Regions from separate parts of the Mus musculus genome. Here regions 2, 3, 4, 5, 6 and 7 are each linked to region 1. The links are chromatin contacts, called in public HiChIP or PLAC-seq and promoter capture Hi-C maps. All regions are on one chromosome and are shown on one strand. The core of a region is the stretch at or near the end of the contact, and the rest is flanking DNA. Distances in the headings are between cores, read along the strand shown. Region 1 holds the start of Slc35c1 (solute carrier family 35, member C1). Region 2 holds the start of Dgkz (diacylglycerol kinase zeta). Region 3 overlaps Creb3l1 (cAMP responsive element binding protein 3-like 1). Region 4 has its middle 32 kb from the start of Gm31473. Region 5 overlaps Gm39880 (a long non-coding RNA gene). Region 6 has its middle 34 kb from the start of Gm39877. Region 7 holds the start of Phf21a (PHD finger protein 21A).

Evidence for each region. Promoter capture Hi-C pulls out the DNA fragments that hold promoters and counts their contacts. HiChIP or PLAC-seq counts read pairs in DNA pulled down with a chosen protein or histone mark.
Region 2: a contact with region 1 is called in a promoter capture Hi-C map of neural stem cells. The contact joins the promoter of Dgkz here to the promoter of Slc35c1 in region 1. A contact is called at or near these places in 1 of 39 promoter capture datasets (neural stem cells), 2 of 484 Hi-C or Micro-C datasets (pre-B cells and uterus), 15 of 115 datasets of contacts at active chromatin or transcription factors (the 230-238 cell line, the SCID.adh cell line, astrocytes and 11 more) and 3 of 9 other capture datasets (adipose tissue, embryonic stem cells and liver).
Region 3: an H3K4me3 HiChIP or PLAC-seq map of embryonic stem cells shows a contact between it and region 1, with 37 read pairs. The contact joins the enhancer-like site here to the promoter of Slc35c1 in region 1. A contact is called at or near these places in 12 of 39 promoter capture datasets (the 3T3-L1 cell line, 3T3-L1-derived adipocytes, the C10 cell line and 5 more), 5 of 484 Hi-C or Micro-C datasets (B cells, the G1E-ER4 cell line, embryonic stem cells and 1 more), 16 of 115 datasets of contacts at active chromatin or transcription factors (the SCID.adh cell line, bone marrow-derived macrophages, cardiomyocytes and 10 more) and 4 of 9 other capture datasets (adipose tissue, embryonic stem cells, liver and 1 more).
Region 4: an H3K4me3 HiChIP or PLAC-seq map of bone marrow-derived macrophages shows a contact between it and region 1, with 4 times the contacts expected there. The contact joins the enhancer-like site here to the promoter of Slc35c1 in region 1. A contact is called at or near these places in 5 of 39 promoter capture datasets (embryonic stem cells, hippocampal neurons, pre-B cells and 1 more), 2 of 15 datasets of contacts at CTCF or cohesin (CD8 T cells and pro-B cells), 14 of 484 Hi-C or Micro-C datasets (B cells, the Ba/F3 cell line, the C2C12 cell line and 9 more), 21 of 115 datasets of contacts at active chromatin or transcription factors (the 230-238 cell line, the SCID.adh cell line, bone marrow-derived macrophages and 13 more) and 2 of 9 other capture datasets (adipose tissue and embryonic stem cells).
Region 5: a promoter capture Hi-C map of 3T3-L1-derived adipocytes shows a contact between it and region 1, with 5 times the contacts expected there. The contact joins the enhancer-like site here to the promoter of Slc35c1 in region 1. A contact is called at or near these places in 11 of 39 promoter capture datasets (the 3T3-L1 cell line, 3T3-L1-derived adipocytes, cranial neural crest and 6 more), 9 of 115 datasets of contacts at active chromatin or transcription factors (embryonic basal ganglia, embryonic forebrain, embryonic hindbrain and 5 more) and 2 of 9 other capture datasets (adipose tissue and embryonic stem cells).
Region 6: a contact with region 1 is called in an H3K4me3 HiChIP or PLAC-seq map of embryonic stem cells, with 22 read pairs. The contact joins the enhancer-like site here to the promoter of Slc35c1 in region 1. A contact is called at or near these places in 1 of 39 promoter capture datasets (pre-B cells), 3 of 115 datasets of contacts at active chromatin or transcription factors (the 230-238 cell line, embryonic stem cells and large pre-B cells) and 2 of 9 other capture datasets (adipose tissue and pancreatic islet).
Region 7: a promoter capture Hi-C map of erythroid cells shows a contact between it and region 1, with 7 times the contacts expected there. The contact joins the promoter of Phf21a here to the promoter of Slc35c1 in region 1. A contact is called at or near these places in 3 of 39 promoter capture datasets (embryonic stem cells, erythroid cells and pre-B cells), 1 of 15 datasets of contacts at CTCF or cohesin (the G1E-ER4 cell line), 15 of 484 Hi-C or Micro-C datasets (CD4 T cells, CD8 T cells, the G1E-ER4 cell line and 8 more), 9 of 115 datasets of contacts at active chromatin or transcription factors (the 230-238 cell line, the SCID.adh cell line, bone marrow-derived macrophages and 5 more) and 4 of 9 other capture datasets (adipose tissue, liver, macrophages and 1 more).

The regions. Positions count from the first base shown.
Region 1 is chr2:92,458,027-92,461,596 of GRCm38.p6, forward strand. Slc35c1 (solute carrier family 35, member C1) reads right to left here and starts at 1,768. Exons shown (of 2, transcript NM_211358.2): 1 at 641-1,768. The coding sequence starts at 1,172.
Region 2 is chr2:91,948,484-91,952,053 of GRCm38.p6, forward strand. Dgkz (diacylglycerol kinase zeta) reads right to left here and starts at 1,865. Exons shown (of 32, transcript NM_001166597.1): 1 at 1,738-1,865.
Region 3 is chr2:92,006,501-92,010,070 of GRCm38.p6, forward strand. All of the region lies in intron 1 of Creb3l1 (cAMP responsive element binding protein 3-like 1), which reads right to left. Among named protein-coding and RNA genes, the nearest start is that of Creb3l1, 16 kb to the right of the region's middle. Within about 2 kb of position 1,966, at least 358 of the 459 cell types and tissues checked have an H3K27ac peak or open chromatin away from gene starts, as enhancers often do. A contact at or near this core is called in 3T3-L1-derived adipocytes, B cells, the G1E-ER4 cell line and 13 more, where this site is marked.
Region 4 is chr2:92,058,273-92,061,842 of GRCm38.p6, forward strand. No RefSeq gene overlaps it. Among named protein-coding and RNA genes, the nearest start is that of Gm31473, 32 kb to the left of the region's middle. Within about 2 kb of position 1,694, at least 233 of the 459 cell types and tissues checked have an H3K27ac peak or open chromatin away from gene starts, as enhancers often do. A contact at or near this core is called in the Ba/F3 cell line, the C2C12 cell line, CD8 T cells and 17 more, where this site is marked.
Region 5 is chr2:92,843,697-92,847,266 of GRCm38.p6, forward strand. The region is part of intron 2 of Gm39880 (a long non-coding RNA gene); the gene reads left to right. The region is part of intron 4 of Gm13791 (a long non-coding RNA gene); the gene reads right to left. Among named protein-coding and RNA genes, the nearest start is that of Gm32413, 39 kb to the left of the region's middle. Within about 2 kb of position 2,000, at least 42 of the 459 cell types and tissues checked have an H3K27ac peak or open chromatin away from gene starts, as enhancers often do. A contact at or near this core is called in 3T3-L1-derived adipocytes, adipose tissue and forebrain, where this site is marked.
Region 6 is chr2:92,142,102-92,145,671 of GRCm38.p6, forward strand. No RefSeq gene overlaps it. Among named protein-coding and RNA genes, the nearest start is that of Gm39877, 34 kb to the right of the region's middle. Within about 2 kb of position 2,035, at least 12 of the 459 cell types and tissues checked have an H3K27ac peak or open chromatin away from gene starts, as enhancers often do. A contact at or near this core is called in embryonic stem cells and pancreatic islet, where this site is marked.
Region 7 is chr2:92,182,477-92,186,046 of GRCm38.p6, forward strand. It overlaps Phf21a (PHD finger protein 21A), which reads left to right and starts at 1,706. Exons shown (of 19, transcript NM_001362829.1): 1 at 1,706-1,876.

The sequences.
Region 1 (3,570 bases), core at 518-3,017:
CACAGAGATGCCGCCACTCAGAGAGCTTATGGGTACAATAAAGAGGATGCTACAAGTGTAATGATCAGCACAACGCTCCTATCGGTAATTAATTACTTATGGTCACATCTGAGAAGGTAGTTAAAGCCTCTTAAAGCACACACATATTGACTGGACCACTGAAATGGCTCAGTGGGTAGAGGTACTTGTGCCAATTGTGATGACCTGAGTTCACCCTTGACCTCTTGAGAACAGTGGTGTGTTGGTCAAGAGTGTAACCTATGGAGGTAACTGCTTATGTGCAAATTTCTGCTACGTCAGTGATTACCTGTGTGATCCCAGCTACTTAGCTTCTCTGTGCCTTGGGTTTCTCTCCATAAAACGCAGCTATATTATACCTTGTAATGGGGATCCGTTACATTAACATGGCTCAAATGCTTAGCTAGATCTGAGTGTCTGGCTGGCTTTGCTGTAGTGTCTGCCTAACATTATTATGTTCACCTTGGCTGGATCCCTAACTTACTGAGTCACAGTAAGGAAGTTATTTGTTCTCTACAGGTCTCTCCCTATGACTGGTGGTGCAAAAGACCTGGGACAGATAATGAGTAATGTGGTATTGATCTTTACGATTCCTGCTCCCCACGCCCCCAGTCCCACTCACCAATGATGACGCCGCAGGTGAGCAGGGCATAGAAGGAAGTGGTCTGTTTGAGCAGCAGGTAGGAGAGAAGAACGTTGAACACGGTGGTGAGCGAGCGTCCCACGTTGTAGAAGGGCACCCCTACGTACTTGAGGCAGAGGTTATTGAAGGTTATCATGCCGATAAAGACCACTGACAGCGGCAGCACACTTCGGGCCACCTTGAGGTCCAGGTTTAGGGTGGGGAAGTCTACCATGCCGGGGCAGCAGGTGGCCAGAGTGCTGAGGCCCTTGCACAGCAGTGAGGTCACCAGGCATTGGTAGAAGGTGACAAAAATGGGGGTATCCAGCTGCAGGGAGGGGCTGTCCAGCAGGTACTTGTTGAGGAATACCATGGAAATGGAGGTGACCCAGTAGAGAGAGACCACCAGCGCGATCTGCAGAGCCCGGAGCAGAAATGGCTTGTTCCCGCTCTCTGACTCCTCGGAGACAGCAGAGACTCCAGTCAGCGCCATGCGCAGGATCCTGGACCGCTTCAGAGGCGCCCTGTTCATGGTGGCAGAAGAGCTGGGTCACCTTACGGCCAGAAGCAGTCCCTGGACTACAGGGCTTCAAGCAGCTAGGGTCTGTGGCTGCAGCCTTCAACTGTCACATGGGATGACCTATCGGTCCCCTCCTTCTTGGATGAAGTTCTGCTTCCGGATTTGCCGAGGTGCACCGCTCCTCATCTTGCTCGCTCCCGGGGCGGGGGAGGGAGGTGGTGTCACGAAACAAGACCCAGGGAAGGGAGAAGGGGCCTAACTAAGGATGTGGGCTTTGACAGCCATGGCCAGTTTGAGGACAGGGGACACGTGAGTCGCAGGGAGAAAGGAAGCGAGAGAGCGAAGGAAGGACGGAGCGGAGGAGGAAATAACTGGACGCGGACCGCGTGGGAAGCATGGGCTGCGGGAACCCCCGGAAGCACCCGCAGAGCCGAAAGGAGGGCGTGCTGCAGGGAGATCACCGAGGCTCAGGAAGGCGTCTCGAGGGACACGGACAGGGGCCTGACCGGAGCAAGGCCCTGCGGTTGCCACGAGCCGAATTCAAGTTCCGGCTCAGCGACGCGGGTCCCGGGCCACTTACCGAGCAGGGCGGGCCCTGCGCGCATTTCCTGACACGCCTACGAGCCGCCTTAAAGGGCCAGCTCGCAGGCCGTTGCCACTTCCCGCGGCCGTCAAGAGCTCCCCGGCAAGTCTGCACCTATGCCCACAGACCTGCCCTCTTCTTCCGGGAGTCCCCGGAGATCAGGGAAGGGTTTGCAAGTGCTATAGCCTCTCCCATTTTCTGGAAGGTTCTGTCATTCTCCCCTCCACCCGCACTATCTTTTCCCCTGATATCTTCAGATCGACCAGACTCGGTCAGGTGCATCTTCACCATCTACCCAGAAAATGGAATACCACCTTTCTGCTTAGGGAGACCCCCCCCCTCCCTCCGCCCAGCCCTTGCGCCCGGCTCCCCACCGTTGCACCTCCCTCGTCCCTCGAGCTCAGGCCACTCGGGAAGACCTTGTTGCAGTCCTCTCCTTTTTTCCTACCCCTATTTTCACCGCTTCCAGACCTAGTCAGGACATGAAGTCCCGGAGATCCAAGCAGCACTTCCAGAGGCGAGAAGCCATGTCACCTCCTCCAGATAAAGTCCATTCTGGATGCCCAGACCAAAGCCTCTGAGCTTCTCAATGCTGTATCCCCTTCCCGGGGCCCTTTCCCTTCCAGAACGTACCGTCCGTCCACCCGACTGGGCTCTGGTGTCCTGGCTGATGCAGGGACCTGGTGCTCACCCTCGGCGGTGCCCTCGGGTGCACCTGCAGCACCACCCTCGGCTGAACTTGCAACGCTGCCCAAGCCGCGCCCCCAGTACGACTTCCTGCCACGTCGGGCTTTGGGCAAGGTGGGGCGATTACCCACGGGAGCCCATCAAGAAAGCCTCTTTCCTTTATCTAAGGTCAACGCCATCTCCCACCCTCCACCCCAGCTAGCCTGGGACTCCTCCATTCTGTTACTGTCGTTTGGCGCATCCCTTGACAAGATGCATCTTTGGCCCTATGGGTCCAAGCTGGTGCTTCCAGAAGGGCGTGGTTGGGAGAACTGCGGATGCCGCCACTCCCCTACGAGAGTACCCTTCTCAGTCCCGGGAACCAGGCTTGAGTGGGCCATTAGCTCCAGGTCTTTTACACCTGGGCATCTGGAAGGGCTGACTTTTCTCTGGTTTCTCCCTAGCACCATTGTTGGACAGGCAAGTTTGCCCTAGGTTGAGCTGGTTTTATTATGGAAATGGCTAACACAGTGGGTTCCAGACTTATTGCTTATGTGGTTGGTTATAAAGATGTCTCGCTTAAAGTATTTCAATTACTATTTTATTAGTAGGGCCTGATGGTAAAGGGCTTGTAATCCCAATTGAGATAGGAAGATCAAAAGCTCAGCCGCGCAGTGGTGGCACACGCCTTTAATCCCAGCACTTGGGAGGCAGAGGCAGGCAGGCGGATTTCTGAGTTTGAGGCCAGCCTGGTCTACAGAGTGAGTTCCAGGACAGCCAGAGCTACACAGAGAAACCCTGTCTCGAAACACCAAAACCAAACCAAAACAAAAAATGTTCAAGGCCTGTCTGAGTTACAGGATAAAATTCAAGGCCAGCCTGGGCAATTTAGTGAGACTTGTTTCAAAAAGGGGGGCTTGGGCACACATACCTAGACATGAATAAAGGGTTGGAGATCAAGCTCAGTGTTATATAGCTCAGTGTTAGAGTGCTTGCCTGGGATGCACAAGGTCCTGGGTTCAATTCCCAGGACAGCAAGGGAAGAGGGGTGGGGAATCAGTACTGATTTGTCAAAATATAAAATTGAAACACATTTAGCTATAGATTTGCTGGTTTTAATGGACAGCTCCACTTCTAGGGGAGACAGTGATTGTCTCTTTC
Region 2 (3,570 bases), core at 615-3,114, 510 kb before region 1:
AATTCTAGGCCAGCCTGGGCTACAACTGTTTTAAAAAGAAATGCAAAAGGAAAAACAAAACAAAACAAAACAAAACCTTGGCATGGAAGTTCACTCCCTTAGTCCCAGGACTTCAGAAGCAGAGGTAGGTGGTTCTCTGTGACTTTGAGGCTAACCTGGTTGACAAAGCAAGTTCCAAGACAGCCAGGGCTACATAGTGAGACCCCCATCTTAATTAACTAACTTAACTAAAAGGCAGGCAAACAAAAGAAGCCCTGTTTGGGTCTGGAGTTCTCCCATGGTTCCGCTTGAGTGGTCACCTCTTCTCACTCCATCCCTTATCACCTCCACACACCACACTGTCTTGGGGGAGGCCCTAGAAGGTTCTCACACTGACAGCACAGCAAAATGGCTGCCTCCTAGGCTTCCTGGGCTTGTCTGGGGCACCCAGCCATACTCAAGGAGGACAATATAAAAATGTCTCAGAGGGCCACATTAATCTCCAGCTGGCCTCTGAGAGCCTGATGAGGGCAGGGCGTATGGGAGATGGGGGGACGGCATGAGCAAGCCACATGCTTCCTCAACCACCTGCTAGGAAGGGCCGCTGGCCCCTAGCCAAACCACCTCACATTTGATGCTGGCTACTAGGAAAAACCTGGTATAGTGGTGTGACCCTGTAATCCCCAGCACTTGGGAGGCAGAGGCAGGAGGCAAGACCATCTTGAAGGATACAAGTTCAATGTCAGCCTGGGCTACATGAGACATGTTTGTAAATAAATAAGTAAGTAAGCAAGCAAGCACTTAGGAACCTAGCATGTACACTACACACCCTCAGCAGATCAACTAGCCACCCATCTACTTTTCCATGTGCAAGGTGGGTCCAACCACCACAGGCCAGCATGAGGGTCACTCTGCAAGGATGCACAGAAAGCACCTGATGCTACCTGGCAGACCTAGGACACGGTAGAACCGCAGGGCCTATGGTCGTGCCACCTCCTGAGGTTTGTTTCTGCCCACAGCGGGGGTGGGAACCCAGAAAAGGAAGCAGGAGTGCCCAGGGTGGCCACCGCTCACCACATGAGGAAGAAAGCCATACAGCCATGCCACCCGGGCGTCTGTTCCTGAGGAATGCCCTCTGCACCTGGCATGAGGCGGGTCCTCCGGGACCCCTCAGCCTCCAGAGGGACCTGCACAGGACACCAGTTGGGTCTTGCCACAGTAGCTACTTCACGCCATGGGAAGGCCTCTGCTCCATGAAGGCTGGCCTGGGTAGGGCACCTGTTCTCTACCAGTCCCAGAATGAAGGCCTGCCTGGTCGGAGGGACTGCTTGCCAGAAGCCAGCCCTGGCTGCTCGGCTCCCACAGCCCCAGGGGTCAGGGGGAAGAGAGGAAATCTGGGAAGGCAGCCAGCTCGTCTAGGCTGGCCTGGGCTGATCAGGCAGGGTGCGGACTTTACCAGGTCTCCTCACTAAAGAGATTCTGCTCCAAACACAAGGACAACATGCAGGTAAATGGGTGGGCCAGGGCTGAAGGGTAAGAGAGCTAAATGAGAGCCAAGTATTTCTTTCAGGGCCTGCCCAGGCGTGGGGGGCCCAGCAGGCCCAGCTCCTTTCCATCAGACCGAGGGGGGGCTGGCAGGGAAGCCCTTATCTGGAGATGGTGGTGCCTGGGCCTGCCCTGATCTACCCTCCCCAGATCCACCCAGTCACAGAAGGGAGCAGGAGTTAAGGAAGAGTGAGGACCCCCCCCCCTTTTGACCTGATCTGGAAGGACAAGCAGGTGGGGACTGGGGTCCCAGGCGCCTCTGCTCTTGCTCCAGTTTGCTGGGATTGCCGGCCTCTGCAGAGCAAGTCCTAGTTTGGACAGCTAGCTGCAGTGGCTCCGCTGCCCCCTCCCCCTCACCACCCTCCTCCCCCAAGCCGGAGACAACAACCGTTATGAAAATAGCCCAATTGGTAACCGACTGCACTTCCTCTCCCAGTGGTGGCTCCTGGCCCTATAGCAGGCAGGCAGCAGGCGGTGGGTGGGAGGGTGGGCGGTGCACACGCTAAGCACAGGAGCCTGGCCTCCTGGCACCTCTCTCCCACGTCGTCCCAAGCCAGGCCGAGTGACAGCCATCAATACACTCTTTCCTTCAGTAACAGGCCAGCCCACACAGTGTCTGCACAGGGGAGATGGGGTATATAGGAGGGCAGGAGTGGGCCCCCCTTTTAAGGAAAAGGAGACAATTGCTTACTGTCCTCCTATGTCCATGGGACAGGTTTTACAGGGTCTTAGCCAGCTAACCACGCTGGTTCCAGACAAAACAACCACAAAAATAATTATCTATTGAGTGTTTCACAACTTAGACAGCCTTTTCTCACCAACATTATTAGCCAAGAGGCTGGTAATTCCCCTGTGCGGGAGGCACTGTCCCTGCTGAACAGATGGTGCACCTGAGGCTCTTGGGAGCTGTGACTCCTGTCTTAGGAGTAGCTGAGCCAAGACTCCAGAGCCTGGCTCTTCTGGTCCTGTCAAGGGGGTCAGGGGCCTTGCTGAGCTGCCTGGGTTCAGGCCAGTAGAAGAATGTTTAGGAGAGATCAGCCGGTGTGACACCTGCCAACCCCTCCCAACCCCTACGCTCATGTTCCCACCCGAATCCAGAAGCACTTCCCATTTTTCAGAAATAATTTCTTTTTCTTTTTTTTTTTTTTTGGTTTTTCGAGACAGGATTTCTCTGTGTAGCCCTGGCTGTCCTGGAACTCACTCTGTAGACCAGGCTGGCCTTGAACTCAGAAATCCGCCTGCCTCTGCCTCCCAAGTGCTGGGATTAAAGGCGTGCGCCACCAGCACCCAGCCAGAAATAATAATTTCTAAAACTCCTAGAAGGATTTTGTCTGGGGAGCAGGTGATAGGCACTAAGACTTAACCAAATAGAATCTAAATTTAAGAGCATTAATCTTTCAGGAGGCAGAGGTAGGTGGATCTCTGAGTTCAAGGCTAACCTAGTCTACATAGTGAGTTCTAGGCCAGCCAGGGCTACACAGAGAAACCCTGTCTAGGGGAAAGGGAAGGGAAGGGAAGGGAAGGGAAGGGAAGGGAAGGGAAGGGAAGGGAAGGGAAGGGAAGGGAAGGGAAGGGAAGGGAAGGGAAGGCAAGGCAGAGAGGGAGGGAGAACAATATTGCATAAAACACAACAAAATCAGTAAAAAGACACTGTTTAACTTAAAAACATTATTGTTTGTCCTATGTGTGCCAGTGCCACCGACTACATGTGAAGCCTGGTGATCAAATTCAACAGTCCAACTTGGAGGCAAGTGCCTTTACCTGCTGAGCCATCATGCTGGCATAGTTTATGCTTTTGCAAACCTAATATCTGGTTTTCTAGCAGCAGCTGGTTCCTGCGAAGTAAAGTCCCTGCACAAGACACCAGGCTGCCCTGGTGGAGGAGCATGAAGGAGCGAGCCTCACTGTGTGTGAAGTCAGGGAAGGAAGGACAGTTCACCAGGTTTCCAGATAACTACGGCTATTCTATGCCATCACGAGAAAACACGACCAGTGTTCTTTCTCTGTTTTTCTTTCTTTCTTTTGAGGCAGGGTTTCTATGTATAT
Region 3 (3,570 bases), core at 716-3,215, 450 kb before region 1:
TCTGATCCTCTTGCCTTCACGAGGTACTGGGATGGAACTCAAGGCCTTGTGCATTCTAGGCAGTAGCCCTTACCTACTGAGCCACGCCCCCAGCCCTTGCACCCGTTTATTACACCCCAAGGAGCAAAGGCATTGCTTTACATTTGATGGGCAGGGCAAACAGAGCCAGACAAAGCCAGAACGTGCCCATGGTCCCTCAATACCCAGACCTTCCCCTGCCACCACACCACACACCTCTCTGTTTGGGACTCGCCTGGCTGATGCCAGACTATATTCCTGGAGACAAGTCTATGCTTTGTTCACCTGCTAGCCACTCATTCAGTAGCGGTGCAGGGGTAGGGCCTTGCATCTCAGAGTAAGGCCACTAGTGTTTTAGCTGTTCAGTAGAGTCTGGGCAGTGCCGTACAAAGAGCTCAGGGTCTGAACAAGTCTCTAGAACAACTGAGAACCTAGACAGAAACGCTTTAGGGATGTATGATCCATTCTAACGACCATCATCCCAGGCCATGATTGAGAGGTTCACATCCGCAGCAGAACCAGGCCATCCCACCTGGGGGCGCTTCCTTCCAGCCGAACTCGGGGATTGGGATGCGGTGATGGTGGTGGTGGGGCGCTCTCCAAGGCTGCGGTGGGGCCCAGGGGAGGGGGTTGCACAGAGCTGGAAGAGCCATGAGTCAGCGGCCACGGTATTTCTCCAGCAGCTGCTCCGCAGGCGATAAGAGTTTGCCAACCCCCTTCCCGGGGGCCTGGGAGAGAAGAGCCAGCCCCCTCCAGCCTGGGTTAGGGGTCCCTGAAGGTTTTCCAGTTTTAGGAAAATAAGCGAGGACCCTCTTTGGGGGTGCCCGAATGAACTTGCTAGGGGGCCTCAAATGGCCGGGTGTTGTGAGACACCCCCCACCCCACCTGCTAGAAACAACAGCCAACGCTCAGCAGGCTGGGAGCGGTGGGAGCCAAGTGGAAGAAGAGGGCGGCCAAGGGGCAGGCAGGGTGGGGTAGAGGAGCTCCCGCGCTCATTCCTCCCTGTCCCAGGTTCCTGGAGTGCTGGGTGGATGGTGGTCCTGTCACATAGCACCTAGACGCATCAGCCTCTCATGGGAGCATTGCCACCAGTAGCTGCTCACTGAATAATGTAGCCTACTTCCATCTGATGTCTGGCATTGAGCCGGCATCTCAGTTATGCTGTGAGACAGCAGGAACCCGAGAAAGTCAGTGGTCTATGCCCCTCAACTCATTTGCTAACAAGAAAGCTAAAATCCAGAAAGAGCAAGCCATTTACCCACAGTCACAAGGCGTGTCACTAGTATTTCGGATGGGGTTCTCCGCAGCTCTGGGATTGAACTGAGGGTAAGGAGGTTTCCCTTATGTTCTATACCCACCTCCCTCCATCCCCGTAAAGCTCACTCTAGAGATTTCAAACCTCCCCATCTCTGGCCCTGGTCGCTCTCGCCCGCTATAGAGCCTTCCTCCAGCTCACACAGACACACAAGAATCATATTTAGGCTGTCTGATGGAAATAGGGGGTGGCGCTGGGGGGCGGGGGAGGGGGGAGGAAGGCCGGTGGCCAGGAGTTCACAGAAGGCTCACGCCAGCGTTTGAGGGGGCGGGGTGTTCTGTTAGGGTGGGCAGTCTTGGGGGGGGTGCCATTCCGTACAGGCAACGGGGGTGGGAAGCCAGAGAAGGAGGCACTGGAGATATTTCCCTCCTCCTTAAAGACTTTTTCCTACACTTGTGCCAATATCAGCTCTTTCTCGGCCGCCACGGGCAACAGGCGCCGGTTCCACTCCCTGGAAGGAGAGGTCCCCAGACCTCCGGCTCTCAGGCCGGCACCCTGCCTCCCCGGCTGCTGCTTCTCTCCTTGGCGCTACAGCTCAGCCGCCCGCCCTTTAAATTTTAGGGGTGGAGGGAGCCCTGCTCGCTCAGTGCTGCAGTTACGTGGCTTAATCGGCCTCTTGGGCCCCGCCCCTCCCAGGAATCCCGCTTGCCATTGGTGAGAGCAGAGAAGCTCCTGGCCAATGATAGGAGGCTGCGAGCCACCGCCCGCCTGACCAGGAACGCGGTTGCGCAGAGTAGGATCCTAGACCTGGAAGCTTGCTACACGGGGGAGGGGGGATATAATCAGTTCTTAGTTTGTGTCTGGGGCAGAGCTGAGATGGCAATTCCACGACCCTAATCAGTCGTGTGGCCACTCGCGATGATAGGCGAACGGAGAGAGAGCAACTCACTTCCAGCTCTGCCCCTCCGCTCCTTCCAGTAATCTTACCATGGGGTGGCACGAATGGAGCCCCAGCCAGCCCCTCGTGTGAGAGGAGACGTTCCCAGGGTTGTACAGACTGAGCTCTTTCTTTCCTTAACCCTTGCAAAGGGGTCACTGCAGACAGTGAAAATATCTGGACGCAGCGGTCAGCTGTGGTATACGTACAAGCAGCCACTGTGCATCTCTTTCCCCTAGACCTGGACCTGGTTCTCTGATGCCTGCACTGGTGCTCTGGTTTCTGCACCAAACCCTGATCCAGAGAGATTCAGCCCGTGCTGCGTGGGAGAGACCTAAGTTGGTCCAGACTGAGATGTGGGATCAGGGGTGGGGGAAATCCCCTGCGAACTTTCCTTCTGAGAAAATAAGCTCTGGGAAGAGATGGGAGGGGAATCCTCTCACATTTCCCTCGTTCTTTTCCCAGGGAGGGCAGCAGACGCCTCTTGTCCCCTAACACACTGACCCACACATTCCCGGACGGTTACTTGCCTAGTGATCACTAGATAATTGCCTCCATTTCAAGCCCAAAGGCCACTGCTGTGAGTCACTGCTGTGTCCAGTGTGGGTGGGAGTTGGGTGAGGGAAACTTAAGACTGCCCAGAGATATGGGCTTCTGGGTCCCCAGTTGTCAGTAGATCTCCTTGTCCTTAAACATCACCATCCAGGTATTTGGGGGCCCTAAGAGACTAAGAACTTGTCTTCTAGAGACAGGCTCTTGGCTGCCTGACGAAAGGGCATAGATACTGAACCAGAACTCAGGAGGCCCCAGATGGAGAGCCCTACTTGGCTCTGCTCTGAGGTCCAGGCATGGTCAGGTGGTGTGCCCAGGTTTCTCCTGGGTTACTGTTTGTGTTCCCCCTGAATTGAGCGGTCAGGGTCAGAAGTCAGCTCCTTCTTTGTTTAGCCTTTCTGGACCTAGAAGGGATAAAGTCTTCCTAGAGCCCTCCTGGCAGGTGTGGGAGTTACAGGGAGTCTGCTGCTCTAACCTCCTATCAGGCCCTCTTCCTACAGGCCAAGGAAGGGCTGGTGCTGGGTTGACCTGTTTTTCCCTTATTCAACGATTAACCATGAAACCTAAATCCAAATACACAGGGCTGCTTCTGTGAGTGCACATGTGTACACTGCATCTCAGAGCTGGGATGGGAGGGACCTTCCACCCAGGGAATCTCCATTTCTCTGACATGACACAATGAGAGATACAAACCACCCCTACCCCCACAACTGATACATTGAGATTTGTCTTGCACAGGGTCTATCATATGTATATTAGTACTCCACCCATAGCACCCCAGTTTACATAGAGGGACACTACCAGACAG
Region 4 (3,570 bases), core at 444-2,943, 400 kb before region 1:
TTAGTCATCATCTGCCATTTTGGAAAAGGAAAGAATATTTGTAATCTACTTCAAGTGGAGGGTCTACCTCCATTTTAAATCACCCTCGGGCTCACTAGAAGGGAAGACCTGACCAGACCGAGCTGAATTTGCAAACACCTAGGCCTTTTAACCGAGTGGAATCTCTGCCGTTGCCCCCTTATACAAAACAAGATCGAAGCGGCTGGGACTTGGGAAGCCTTGAACGAATGTCAATCGGTCTAAAGAAGCCGGTCTAAATGCGGCGTGGGCTCAGTCACCTGGAGAAGGAAAGCCACTGCAGGCGGCTGTAGGCAGAGGGGACGGAAACTCCATGCGCGAGCGGCAGCGCCCTCTGCTGGTTATATGGTGCAAATCCGGAGCCTAGACCCGCCGCTGGTCAAATGGGACTCGGGATTCCTTCCGCTGCCTCCGCCCCCGCTCCGTCCCTTCTCGGGATCGCCGAGCCTAGTCTGGGTCTGGATTCCAGGAGAGGCGTCCCCATCCTACGCTTGAAGGCAGAGCAAGGACGCTGCTCCAAAACACCCGGTTCATCAGCTGAGCGGAAGCTGCAGGAATCTACCCAAATCCACCAGCGGCTGCTTTTGCCTCCCAGAAGCCGGGGCTATCCGAGGTGGTTTGGAAATGGCATCGCCTATGGCCAAGATCGAGGGTTCTGCGGACAGAGAGGAGCCCTGGGTTCGCTTTCTGCCTCATCCAGCTAGGTGACCTTGGGCAAGGTACTTAAATTTCCATGTGCCTTGTTTTCCTCATCTTTAAGATGGAGAGAATGCTCCCGACCTTGACGGATTGGCTCGAGGATTACACTAGAACAGGCAGCCTAGGTTGGGATTCTGGCATTGACATCAGCTAGTTGTGTGCCCTGGGGCAGGTTACTTAACCTCTCTGCCCTAGTTTCCTGAAAAATAGGGAGCATAACGGTACTTACCTCCGAGGGTTGTTGCCTGCAAAGCGCTTAACACTGCGATGGAAGAGTAAGCGCTTAATAAACTGTGGCTATTATGACTGTTGTCATTATTGTCCTTAAGAGCACTGAGCACAGGAGCAGAGGTCTATCGGGCTGGTTATTATTATTATGTTTCTCGAGTATGGTTATTTCTTTCCCGGAATTGTTAAAATTATTATTATTATTATTCACAAACTCGAGTCCTTATCAGTAGCTGAAGGACAAACAGTCTTCCCGAATTAGAATCCCGGGAGGAGGGCCAAGGACGCGGCGGCGGGCTGCAAGGACCGGGACCTGCGGGGAGGAAACCCGCGCCCGGGTTAGCGCGCGTCAGAGCCTCGGTGACGTCTCTAGGCCCTCGGGCTAGGGAGGCGCGGCCTGCGCACGCCAGGCGTCTGCAGTGGCCCGGGACGGCCGGGTGGTACTCCAGCTACGTGGATGCCCGGCTGGGAAAAGCCTCCCTGGGTCAGACCCTGCGCCTGCCGCTGCGGGGTGCACCCGAGGCTCCGACCGCAGCCTGGCCGGGAGGACGGAGGTGCCAACCCCTGCTCCGGTGTCCGGGCTCCGCCCAGCCTGGCGCACCGCTACCCGCGCGGAGGCTGCTCTGCATCAACATAATGCTCCCCATCCCTGCATCCTCCCGGAACCCATTCCTCATCATCCCTCAGGGCCTCAGCTCAGATTCTCCTCCCTTGGTGCTCGCTCTGACAGACTCCTCCTCTGTCTCTGGCGCCTCCCACTCGCCCGCAGCGCCCGGAGCACGCCCCGCAAGTCCACTTGGTTTGCTACGCACGCATCTCCAACTCGCTGCATCTTGTCCCCGTTACTCTCCGTCGCAGTGAAGGTGACACCACCCACCCGATCACTCGCGATGCGTCCTGGATGCTTCTACCTGCAGTGGTTACTACAGTCTACGCTACTCCCTCTGTGACCTTGTGAATTACCCTCACTCCGTTGGGTATTAACATCTTCCTCTCCAAGGTCTCCCGAGTACATCCTCCTGTATTTCGAGCCCCGTACACCCCTATTGCCCAAGCCTCGCAGCTTCTGTGGAGAAGCCTGGCGCTCCAGGCCCTCCCCATCTTCCTGAGCAAGCAGGTCTGCCATTTTCTAACACCTCATAAACTAATCCCAGTTTAGACCCTGCCTGAGTAGCACTATTTAAGTTGTTCAGTGTTTACTCCCTCTCCGATTACCTTTCCTTATTCTGCTGAACTCCAGAGGGAGTCTCTTCTTCAAGGGTGTCCCATCCCCCGTTCTACTATCTGGCGGTGTGAAATGTTTCTGGACTACAGGACCTTTCTAGGTGGCCAAAGGTCTGTGCCCCGCCCCCTTCTGCTCCCTTCTTCCCATAGCTGGGTTCCTTCTACCTAGAACACCTTTTTTCTTTCCCTCATCCCTCCTCCACCCTAAGGACCCCCAGCCTTCCCGATGTACCCAACCCAACCCAACCTCGACTCAATCAAATATTCCTTTGAAAGGTTAAAGGCCAATTTAAGAAATCTGAACCTTACAAAAACTGCATTTAAAAAAATTGCATTTAAAAATCTGAAGCTTACAAAAACTGCTTGTCTGTATCACATGCTCTCTTTCCTTACTTAAGGTTTCCTCTACTCAATCCAGAGTTTCTTAAAAGGGCACGGATCCTTTGGATCTGGGTGGAATTCTTTGAACCAATTTCTATCCCTTCCCAGAGGAATCACGTTGGGAAGCACGTTGGGGCTTCTTCATTCCCAGCACACGCTTTTATGTTTTTACTCCATATCTTGGTGCCTATAGACACTTAATGGAATCATCTAAAATTACTTTAAACGTTGAAGAGACGCTATTAGACTGAATATATAATCGTGTAACTTGATTTTTTTTAAAAACTAGGCAGCATGAACCCACATTAATGTACGTATTTCTTGATCATACTTTTTCAGTGCTGACGGGGGACCCGTTATGAATTCAGCACATTTTATTTTTCCCGTCTTCTAGAAGATATTTAGCTCATTTTCACTTTGTTTTTCTGTTAGAAACAATGCTATAATAGCTTTTTTAAAAATCTCATTCCCGAGTTTGAAAGCAGAGTTTGGGTAGATACTTGGGTGCAGAATTGCGGGACTCAGGACGCAGAACCTGGCAGCGTTGTTGGGCATGGCTGAATGGGTTTTAAGTGGTTGTACTAATTCACAGTTCCATTCGTTATGTGAGAGTTCCCCGTGTTCTACATCCCCAGCACTTGCTAATGTCAAACTTTAAAATTGTTGCCAAACCCATGAGTGTGAAATGGCATTTCAATGTTTTAATTTGCAGTTCCCTGCTTACAAGTGAGAGAGATAGGAACATACTCTCTTTGTTTATTGGCCATTTGCCTCTCCTCCTTTTTAAATTGGCCATTGGTTTATTTGACAGTGCATCTTTTGGTCATGTCCTATGTGTGGGAGTTCTTTATATATTCTGGATACTAATCCTTTGTCAGTCTGTGGCCCATCTGGTGTCTTTTATTCCACTCAATTGCAATTCTAAATTGATACGATTATTTGGTGAATGTCTGATTTTCCTCTTAAGCAATAAGTCCATGAGAAGACGACTGTCCCTTGTAATAAGTGCAATATTTAATA
Region 5 (3,570 bases), core at 750-3,249, 390 kb after region 1:
CAAACACCCTGCATCAGTAGCAACAAGCCTAGCCCCTCTAGTTCATCGGACCCAAGTCACAGGCTACGTCTCCCCCCCGTCCCCGCCCCCATCAGAGTTCTCCACTGTGTTTCCACTATGTATTGCATGGACAGTGTTCAGTCTCATTTCCAACTACCTCACAGGTTTTGACGACCATCACACCTCCAAATCTCAATCCCCAACCCTTGCCTCCATGGCTGCTGCCCCCAACGCTACCCATTGTAGCCCTGCCCTGTGCCTTCTCCCTCAGCGGACTCTCAGGCTCTGCTTCCATGAACCACATGGGTCCTGAACTTCTGATAGTCCAATTAGTACCTACTCATCATCATCCTCAGTGTGACATAGCCCATGTGTCTGGTGCAAGCAGCCCCGACTCTAAGTTAGAAGGCCTGATTTTGAGATTCAGTTTAAAACTAACTAACCCAGGGGCTTCTTCCAACACCAGAGGCCCTCTGGACCTCAGGCTCTGTGTATGGAATAGGTATGTGAGCAAGGGAGGTGGTGACTTTGCTACATGGCTCTGTCACACCCTTAGTAAGTATTAAAGGGGTACCTGCTGGGCAGCTGTCTGAATTGAGGGTGTATGATTCACTGGGCCCTCAGTGCGCCTGAGAGGTTTCTGCTTCAAGGAGACAGAGGCATGCACAGCTGTTCAGGGGATCTGCCTGTGCTCGGTGGGGAGACAGAGCTCGGGGGCTCAGATCCAGGGAACTGAAGTGACACCCAATGGGAAGGACAGGAGGTAGGCAGTCACTCCTCTGGTGCTAATATAGGAGGGGTGGCCTCCAGGACAGATGTGTGTGAGCTGAGGTGCAGAGTGTTCACTGTAAGCCTTGTGAACACTGAAGACTATCACAAGTCTGTGTGCTCCATGAACTTACATTCTGCAGTGTGGTCAACAGCTCCATGGACTGATCCCCTGCCATGTGCAAGGCATGGTGACAAGTGACTTATCTACACTCTTACAATTCTACCACAGGGATGAGAGAGAAACAAGAACTTGCATGAGTGCTACCAGGTGGCAGTCACTACCCATCAGATCTCCCTAAGCACCTAGTAGGTCCTGGGCAAGGATTGGAATATAGTTGGCAATAAGTCCAAGTGGCATCCAGGATACCTCTGTGCAACCACTGGCTGAGCGATGCCCTCTGTACGTGGTACAGAAAGGGGCCAAACACCTCCCAGGCTGACTCTGAGAGCTGGGATCTAGGTGACATGTCAGGCTGGGGGACACTGCTCATGGTTAGCCCTGCGCCTCCCTCCAGCCTTTTATCCAATGTGGCTGGATGCTATTCTTCAGCCACAAAGCAGTTAATTACCAGTCTAGAGCCCCTTCTTCACAGAAGCCGACGGAGGGCTCGGAAGATAAGATTTATGCCTCTTTCAATTCCTTTCTTCTCTCATCAGCATAGATTCATATTTCAGTTTCCCGAATTGGAAACAAAAAGGAAACTCACTCAGCCCACTGCTGCTCGAGAGAGATAAATGAGCTTACACAAAGAACCCATCCTATAAACTCAATCTCCTTCCTCCCTTTTCATGTCTGTGATTATAAACACAGCCAAGGGCAGTTGAAATATATCCCTTGGCCTGTCTGCCCGCCTTGTTCAACTCAAAGAGGAGACCAATGGGACAATAGCAAACTGTGGGGTGCCAGGGAAGGAAGACAGGCTCCCCACAGCTCTGTGCTGCCGGCCTGGAGGGAGGATCAGATGGAAAGACCTTGTACCATTCTCTCTCACGAAATCTTTTCCAGAGACCACAGGGAGAAGCTGGGCACCCCGCCACTACAAATGCTTTCATTTTCTAGATGTCAATGTGCAAACTATTTGCTCAAAAGAAGAGGCCTTCATTCCGGCGGGCTGGGCGGTAGGCGTGGGCCAGGCCCCCAGCTGGTTTCAGTAGTGCCTGGACAGAGGTCACCAGTAAACTGGACCACAGAGCAAGGCTGCTCTCACCAGGCCAAGGGCCAGATCTCAGACTCTGGGAAGAGAAAGGGCTGTTCTTACTCTTGGGGCTTGGAGGGGGGCGGTCCCTCATGGAGTGGCACTGGGCTGCCCTCTCCAGAGGCAGTAGGGTGGCTTTTGGTGCACTTCAGTCCCTTTTTTTTGTGTTTGGAGATTACTAGAGTCACTGCCAAGAGTGTCCTCTGAGGAGCAGGCACTCTGGAAATGAACCCCCAGGACCAGCATGTCTGATGAGGGATCAAAAGTCTTAACAGTAATGGTTGGGGCAAAATGACTAAGAACTGGATGGGACTTAGGCCAGGAGATGGCTCAGTCATCAAAGAGCTTGCTGTACAAGCATGAGGACCTCTGGGACTTGCTGGCCAGGTAGTCTAGTCGTATTAGTGAGCTCTAGACTTGGTGCAAGACCCTGTCTCACACACGTACACGCACACACATGCACACTTGCAAACCCCTGCATGCATGCACCCATAACCAACAAACACATATGCATATGTGGCCCACATACAAAACACACATGCATACAATGAAATATACAGTGCCACCCCTACCTAAATACAGAAACACTTGTTACAGGACACTTGTTGCTGGAGGTCTCACAGGAAACAAAGAGCCTAGAGGCCCTGGGTCAGAGACACACAGTGCTACCATCTCTGGATGCCCCTCTTTGGTATTTTGCCTACCTTAAAGCCTTTTTTGACTCGGCTATAGGGAGGGAGGGAAATCTAATATTTAAAGCACAATGAAGAAAAGAGAGGAATAAAGGAAGAGAGGTATCCCAATACAAAGGCAAACACAAGAGTCAGGTCAGCCGGGTAGCAAAATGTCATCGCACAAGATGTAGGACAACAGTCTCTAATAGACTTTGAGATTCAATGATGCCTTCTATTAGCAGCAGACTCCCCTGAGTCTAAATCATCCCCTCCCTGTAAACACCCCCTAATTCACGAACGGACCGTAAAGCAAAGCATTTTGATACCGAGCAGCTCCAGAGCCTTCCCTCCTCAGAGACCTGTATCTCAGCGTTCTCTCCCAGGGAAAGGTTAATGGAAGCCCTGGGCACTGTCTGGATTTCAAGGCCCAAGGCCTGTGTGCCCAGAGCATGTGGGTACTGAAGCCCAGTCAGTCTTTTACATCCAGAGCCTTTCTCATGGCCGTCCTCTCCCTCCTTCCCAAAGACCTTCCAAGGGACTTCCAGGTCAGTTCCCAGAATTCTGTCCTCAGAATTGTTAGGGTCAGAGGCTTCACCCAGGCTCAGTCACTAGTTCTCAAGAGGCCAATTGAACAGGAAAGCAACAGTGAAAAGCAGAAAAGAGGAAAATCATTAAATGTGAGAGCACTGGGCAGAGGAACTCAGAGTTCTGCCGCTCCTCCAACTCCATCTCTGGGGCCTCACACGAGGTTCAGGTTTAAATAGGAGGAAGAGGTAAGTGGGTCAAGCAACCCTACTCAAGGTGTGGTCCTGCCTTTCTCGTCTCTGGGCTCCTGTCTGCCCAGCAGCTTCTCAGAGCCATTGTGTGAAATCTCTTCCCTGGAGTCACCAGGCTTCGACTTTCCCTTCTCCCAGCTCCCAGTGGGGGTA
Region 6 (3,570 bases), core at 785-3,284, 320 kb before region 1:
CCAGGCTGTGGTGGGCCACACCTTTAAATCCCAGCATTCAGAAGGCAGAGACAGGCACATCTCTGTGAATACAAGGCCAGCCTTGGAAAAAAAGAAAAGGAAGAGGTTGTCTTCTGACTTCAATAAGCATGGAACACACACACACACACACACACACACACACACACACGAGAGAGAGAGAGAGAGAGAGAGAGAGAGAGAGAGAGAGAGAGAGAGAGAGAGAGAGAGAAGTGGTGTGCAACCCCTGGTATTTGCCACACACAAAGCTGATACAACCCCAGGCTTACAGTGGTTTTATTTTGAGAGAGAGAGAGAGAAAGAGAGAGAGAGAGAGAAGTGGTGTGCAACCCCTGGTATTTGCCACACACAAAGCTGATACAACCCCAGGCTTACAGTGGTTTTATTTTGAGAGAGAGAGAGAGAAAGAGAGAGAGAGAGAGAGAGAGAGAGAGAGAGAGAGAGAGAAGTGGTGTGCAACCCCTGGTATTTGCCACACACAAAGCTGATACAACCCCAGGCTTATAGTGGTTTTATTTTGACTCGATTCTGATCGCCTGTTATTTTGTTATTTTCAGGCTCACCAGGTTGAGATTGGGGTTGACACATTTTATTGGGTCTGAGAGCAGAGGTGAACTTTGTTGGAGACATTTAAGCCAGTTCTGCTTAGGGATGTACAGAAAAAGCCTTGTTCCTTCCTAGGAGAAAACTTTTATATATGTATATCTTTATGTATAGGTACATACACATTTCAATACAAATGTAAGGTAGAAATTCATATGTGAGCCAGGTGTGGTGGTGCACGCCTTTTATCCCAGCACTCGGGAGGCAGAGGCAGGCGGATTTCTGAGTTCAAGGTCAGCCTGGTCTACATTGTGAGTTCCAGAACAGCCAGGGCTATACAGAGAAATCCTGTCTGGAAAAAAACAAAAATAAATAAATAAATAAAGAGTGTCCTCCCTCCATGAATTCATGTTTAAAAAAAAAAAAAAAGAAAGAAATTCATATGCTTATTATATAAGTTGGGGGGAGGGTATAGGTATACACAGTCCTTGTTATTTAAATCAACTTAATTGAGGGCTGGGGAGACAGTTCAGATGGTAAAGTATGCCATGTAAAGTATGCCTGAGGACCCAATGCCCCAGTCAGAAGGCAGGAATGAAGGCATATGTTTATAATCCCAGTACCGGGGAGTTAGAGACTGGGGCATGCTGGCCATTAGCCTCACCTAATCTCAGAACCTCAGGCTCAATAAAAGACCCTGTCGCCGGGCAGTGGTGGAACACGCCTGTTATCCCAGCATTTGGGAGGCAGAGGCAGGTGGATCTCTGAGTTCAAGAGCAGCCTGGTCTACAGAATGAGTTCCAGGAAAGCCAGGACTGTTCAGAGAAACCCTGTCTTAAAAAACAAAAAAACGAAAGAAAGAGAGAGAGAGAGAAAGAAAGAAAGAAAGAAAGAAAGAAAGGAAGGAAGGAAGGAAGGAAGGAAGGAAGGAAGGAAGAAAGACCCTGTCTCAAAACAAGGAAACAAACAAAGCAAACAAACCAGGGATAAATAAATAAATGGGGTGGGCGTGTCTACTGAGAACAGATGGCTGACCTCTGGATTCCACACCACCATGCATACGCATGTGTGCACACACGCACACTCAAAAATAAACAATTTACAAAACTATGATTTAAATTTGCTGAAATACACCAATTTGAACAACAAACTTCAAAAAAGAAGGAAAGAAACAGCAATTCATCCACATCTGAGGGTCTCAGCTGTGACCTCAGCCTCGGGGAATCAGAGGCTGGAGGATTAGGAGTCCAAGGTCAGCCTGGGCTACGTGATAAGATCCTTTTTCCTGTTTGTTTCTAAAGTCATTTAGCTCAACCAGAAACACATTCAAGACACCAAACATTTCCATCACCACAGTGTGGTCCAGCTCCCCCATTAACCTCACCAAGCCCACACGCTGGTCTACTCTGTGCAGCTGCAGACAGGTCTCACCAGTTCCAGAAGGTCACACGAGGTGCTGTTTCCCAAGTGCTCCCTTTTCTCAGCATGGTATCTTTGAGATTCTTTGAGGATGCGGCCTGTCTCCAGAGCTCCTCCTTAGGCTGCCAAGCAGTCTTTTGTCCTGCAGATCCACCACAAATTTGTTCATCCGTTTGCTTACAGGTGAATATTTGGGTGGACTCAGTTTGGGGAGATTGAAAATAATGCTACTTGGGGAAGTGCGCTAATGTTTTGTGGGCTTAATTTTCTTTGTCCTAAGTGCCTGGGCCTGGAAGTGGCAGTCATATGGAAATGGAAATAGCTTTAGAAACCAGGAAACTGTTAAGTGGTTCTATCCTGGCCAGTGTTCACTGCGGTCAGCTAGGACGTGTTTACAGCCAGGCTTGCAATGTCCCGTGGTATATGCAGACAGACTTACAGAGAGTTGTATTTACCCAACTCCACTCAGCCAGCTCTAAGGCCAGTGGACCTGCAGGAGAGAGCGGTTCTGTCTAAATCCATTCGTTAGCCTTGCTAGGTTCCCTTCCTTTCTCTCTCTCTCTCTCTCTCTCTCTCTCTCTCTCTCTCTCTCTCTCTCTCTTTCTTTCTTTCTTTTTTTTGATTTATTTTTATTTTATGTACTCACCATTGCTGTCTTCAGACACACCAGAAGAGGGCATCAGATCCCATTGCAGATAGTTGTGAGTCACCATGTGGTTGCTGGGAATTGAACTCAGGACTTCTGTAAGACAAGTCAGTGCTCTTAACCATTGAGCCATCTCTCCATCCCCAGCTTTGCCCTTTCATAATTCCTACAGCAGGTGAATATGTCTATTGATGCATTCCCAAACATAGATGTCATTGCAGCTATATTTAGAAATAGTAGGCTGGGCGGTGGTGGTGCACGCCTTTAATCCCACCACTTGGGAGGCAGAGGCAGGCGGATTTCTGAGTTCGAAGCCAGCCTGGTCTACAGAGTGAGTTCCAGGACAGCCAAGGCTTCACAAAGAAACCCTGTCTAAAAAAAAAAAAAAAAACAAACAAAACAAACAAAAAAGAAAAAAGAAAAGAAAGAGAGAGAGAAGAAAGAAAGAAAGAAAGAAAGAAAGAAAGAAAGAAAGAAAGAAAGAAAGAAAGAAAGAAAGAAAGAAAAAGTAGGAAAGTCTGGGAGAGGCAGAGGCAGGCAGATTTCTGTGAGTTCAAGGCCTGCCTTGTCTACTACATACTACATAGTAAGTTCTAGGCCAGTCAGAGCTGTATTGTGATACCTTGTCTCAACACAAAAACAAAAACACCTGGTGTGTGTGTGTGTGTGTGTGTGTGTGTGTGTGTGTGTGTGTGTGTGTGTAATAATTTACATTATCAGAACTGAATAGAGTTGTGATTCTAGGATAAGAGTTGTAGAGATTTAGGTGACCTTGTAGCATCTTGTAATGTCAGCAAGTGAAAGAGAAACCCTCAGGCAGGCTCCCACCACCTTGGAGTATGTTGAAGGGATTCCGGAGCCAAATGCTAGCACTCCACAGGCTACAGTGGGCAGCTGGAACAGCAAGATAAAGCAGGATTGCACGGTATGGAATTAATGATTGA
Region 7 (3,570 bases), core at 456-2,955, 280 kb before region 1:
CCAGATGGGATTTTTTTTTTTAAGAGCTAAGATTTTTTTTTTTTTTTTACTTTTAAAAAAAATTGTGGTTGGGGGTTATTTTATAACCCAACAATTCACCCGTGCAAGAGCATTAAGCTTCAAGTTGAAAACTATCGATTTAATAATTTAAATGAACCTCCTCAATGATTAAAAAAAAAAAAAAAAGGCCCTCCCCGCTCAGCCAAGAAATCTCTGAAAACAAGAATTCTTCTGATGTCGTCCCCCCCAACCCCCGCCCCTGCAGTTCTCCATGTTACAGTCCTTGGAGGTGGACTAGGCATAAAATACTTTCACTAATAAAATATGACAAACCGCCGGATTATACGTGGCCGATTCCCAGTGATTGCCCTGCTACACAAAGCAGAAAAGTAAATGCCATCATCCCCCTTAGAACAAAAGAACTTAGGAATAAAAAACATGGAGAGGGGGGCAGAAAGCAGCAATAAATAAAGGTGAGCGAAGGACCCCGTCCCCCGCCCCTCCCCGGAGCTAGAGTGGGACTCGGCACGGCTAATAAAGTGGTTCAAGGGTAGTTATTTGCAAAGGGGGCGGGGTGGCCGGGGATTGCATGTTGCATTCGACTTGAGCTTGCATCTTCTCCTGTTGCCTGGACCACTCGCTCCCCCATTGCAGTGCTTCCTCCTCGCTCCTGCCTCCTTTCCACCCCCACCCCTGCAAACTGCTGTTGCACTGGAGGGAGTTGGGGTTGCTCGGGAGCCCCCCAGCAGCTCTCAACGGCGGGAGGGGACCGGGGCTCGGGCCTGGCCGGGGCTGCGACGCGGCGGCGGGCCGGGAGTTTGGCGGCCGCTCGGCCCCAGCGCCGCCGCCGCCGCTGCACCGGAGTTTGGCTGCTGCTGCCCTACTTCACTCTAGTTTAGTTTCACTCACTTTACATCCGGGTTTTTTCCCTAGGCAATGGGTGCCGCAGCACACCCCGTTCCTTAGGCAAAGTGAAATAAATTCGCCGCACCGACACGTCAAGTAGTCCGCCCGCCCGAGCGCCGCCGCGGGCCCCCGCCGCCGCCCCGTGCCCCCGTGGGGGTCCCCGGCGCCTCCCGCGAGCGACGGGCTCGCACGCAGGGGCGCGGGGCGGCCCGGGACCGTCGCGGTCCAGCTCCGCCCGGCCCCCCGCCCGCCCGCCCGCTCTTCCCTCGTCCCCGCTTCCCCAGCTCCAGTCCCTCTCGCCCGGCTCTCGGGAGCGGCGGGGGCGCGCACGGCGGCGGCGGCGGGCCGGCGGGGCCGCGCGGCGGGCTCCCGCGCGGGCGAGTGTGTCTGGGCCTGGGCGGAGGGATCCCCGGGCTGAGGCGGCGGAGGTGCTGCGGCCCGGGGCCGGGTGGTGAATGGGCTGGTGGTGCTCGCTGCTGCTGCTGAGAGGAGGAGGAGGAGGATGAAGAGTTGGGCTTGTTTGTCTCCCACAGTTTCTCTCCTGCTGCTCTGATTCCTCCCTCCCCATTCCGGCCCGGGGCCTGTGTGTGTCTCTCCTGGAGGAGGAGGAGGCTCCAGTTCCTCCCCCCCACCCCCTCCTCCCCACCCCCCCTTGCCTGGGGAAGAGGAGGAAAGAAACAGCCCAGAGAGAGAGAGAGAGAGAGAGAGAGAGAAAGAGAGAGAGTGTGAGTGAGTGAGAGAGAGGAGAGGAGGAGGAGGAGGGAGAAGGGAACAACCTACCATCTTAACACACTAATATCTAAAAAGTGCGAGAGGCCCAGAGCAGCAGCAGCAGAAGCAGCAGCGGCAGCTCCAGCCTCTTCCCTCCCTCCCCATGAAGAAGAGTTCCCTCCTCCTCCTCCTCCTGCTTCTCCTGCTCAGAGTTCCTGCCTCCAGCTGCCAGGGGGGACAGCCAGCCAGCAGCAGGAGGGTGCAGTATCCCAGCTTTTTCCATTCTCTCTTTTCCTCACTCTCTCTCTCTCTCTCTCTCTCTCTCTTTTTTTCTTGAGTAGCTCTATTTCTCCTCCCTCCCCCTTCCCCCCCTCCCTCTCTCCCTCTGTCTTGTCTCTGGTGTTTGTCTCTGGGAAGGAGCAGGGGCTGCTTGCTTGGAGTTTGTTGTGGGGGGGAGGTAGGGGGAGGGGAGGGGTGTGTGGGAGGGAGGAGGGAAAGGGGGTGTTCTTGTCAGGACCCCTCAGTCAACTTGAGATTTCAGCAATAACTTCCCCTTCGGGGCGCCCCCCTGCGTGCCCTTTTCCTATTCCTCTCCCCCCCCCCTCCAGGAAAAAAAAAAAGACAATGGGAATACCTCGTCTCCCCCCTTCCTCCCCTCTGCCCTCCACCCCTCCCTAGGATAGATTGGAAGTAAGTTTATGAGCAGCCTCGGGAGCCTGGGCGCTGAGTACAGGGCCAGAGCGGGTGACAGGGGCGGCGCGTCGGGGGTGGCGGCGAGGGGGCGACACAGAGTCCCCGTGGGGGGTCGGGCTGGGGGGCCGCAGGGGCGGGGGGCGCGGGCCGAGGCCGCCCCCCGCGAGTGCCTGCGGCCAGGGGATGGCCGCCTGGGCCCCTTCCCCACCCCCACCCCCTGGGATGCTGTCGGGGGGAAGTTTTTATTATGGTTATTTAATTTTAAAAAATATTTTTTTGGGAAAACCATCTTGTTTGGTGACTGAGAGATCTGGTTTAAAAAAAAAAAAAAAAAGCTGCGGCTGCTGACGCTGCCGGGCCCGAGTGTGTGTGAGTGAGTGTGTGTTGGTGCATTTGTCTTGGGTGGCCGGAGCAGCGTTGGGGAAATTCCGCTTATTCTTCTTCTTCTGCAACTTGTTATTCCGAGGAGTCCGCCTGCACCCCTCACCCTGGGGCGGCCCTCCCGCCGTCGCCGCCGGCCGGCCGCCCCGGGACCCCGCGCGGGCCGGGGACTCGCAGGCCCCTCAGAGAGGGGCCGCGGCCGCCCCTCCCCCCCGGGCCGCGGGGGGAGGGGCGCGCGGAGTGGGACTCTTTCCGTTTGGTCCAGCCCCGCGGTGCACGCAGTTCCCAACACTTCTCGTCATCCTCTCTCTGCTCTCTTTATTCTGCTGAGCGGTGCTGTTAGGATTTCTTTCTCTCTCTCTCTTCGCTCGCTCTCTTTTTTTTCCTACCTCCTCTTCCTCCCTTGACCACGCTCGCAATGGTGGGTAGCTGCAAGGTGGCCCTGGCAGGGGAGGGGTTTGATGTGGACACTGGGGCACCGGGCGAGAGAGGTCTCCTTTCAACTTTGTCTTGTGGCTTGCACCCCGGGAGGAGGCCACATGCCGATTGTGGGGTGTAGATGTGCCGGGAGTGATTTCTAAGTAGTTGAGTTGTTGAGATGAGGGTACGACGGCTAGTGGTAGACAGGTTTTGTTTTCGTGGGTGAATTCGGTGTCATCATATTCCGGTCATATGTTGAAATATTCTTTGTTTAGGTCTTGAAGTAGAGGATCTCCCTCTGCACGTCCACATTGTGTTGTTTTTAAATGATGTTTCCGGGAGTATGGATTTCTAGAATCACAAATGTGATTTTAAGGTCTCGGCATGTGTGGGCCTCAGCACTGGCCTTGACAGTGAACTTTATGGCTGTGTTTTTGGACTTCTAAGATTTTATCCCAT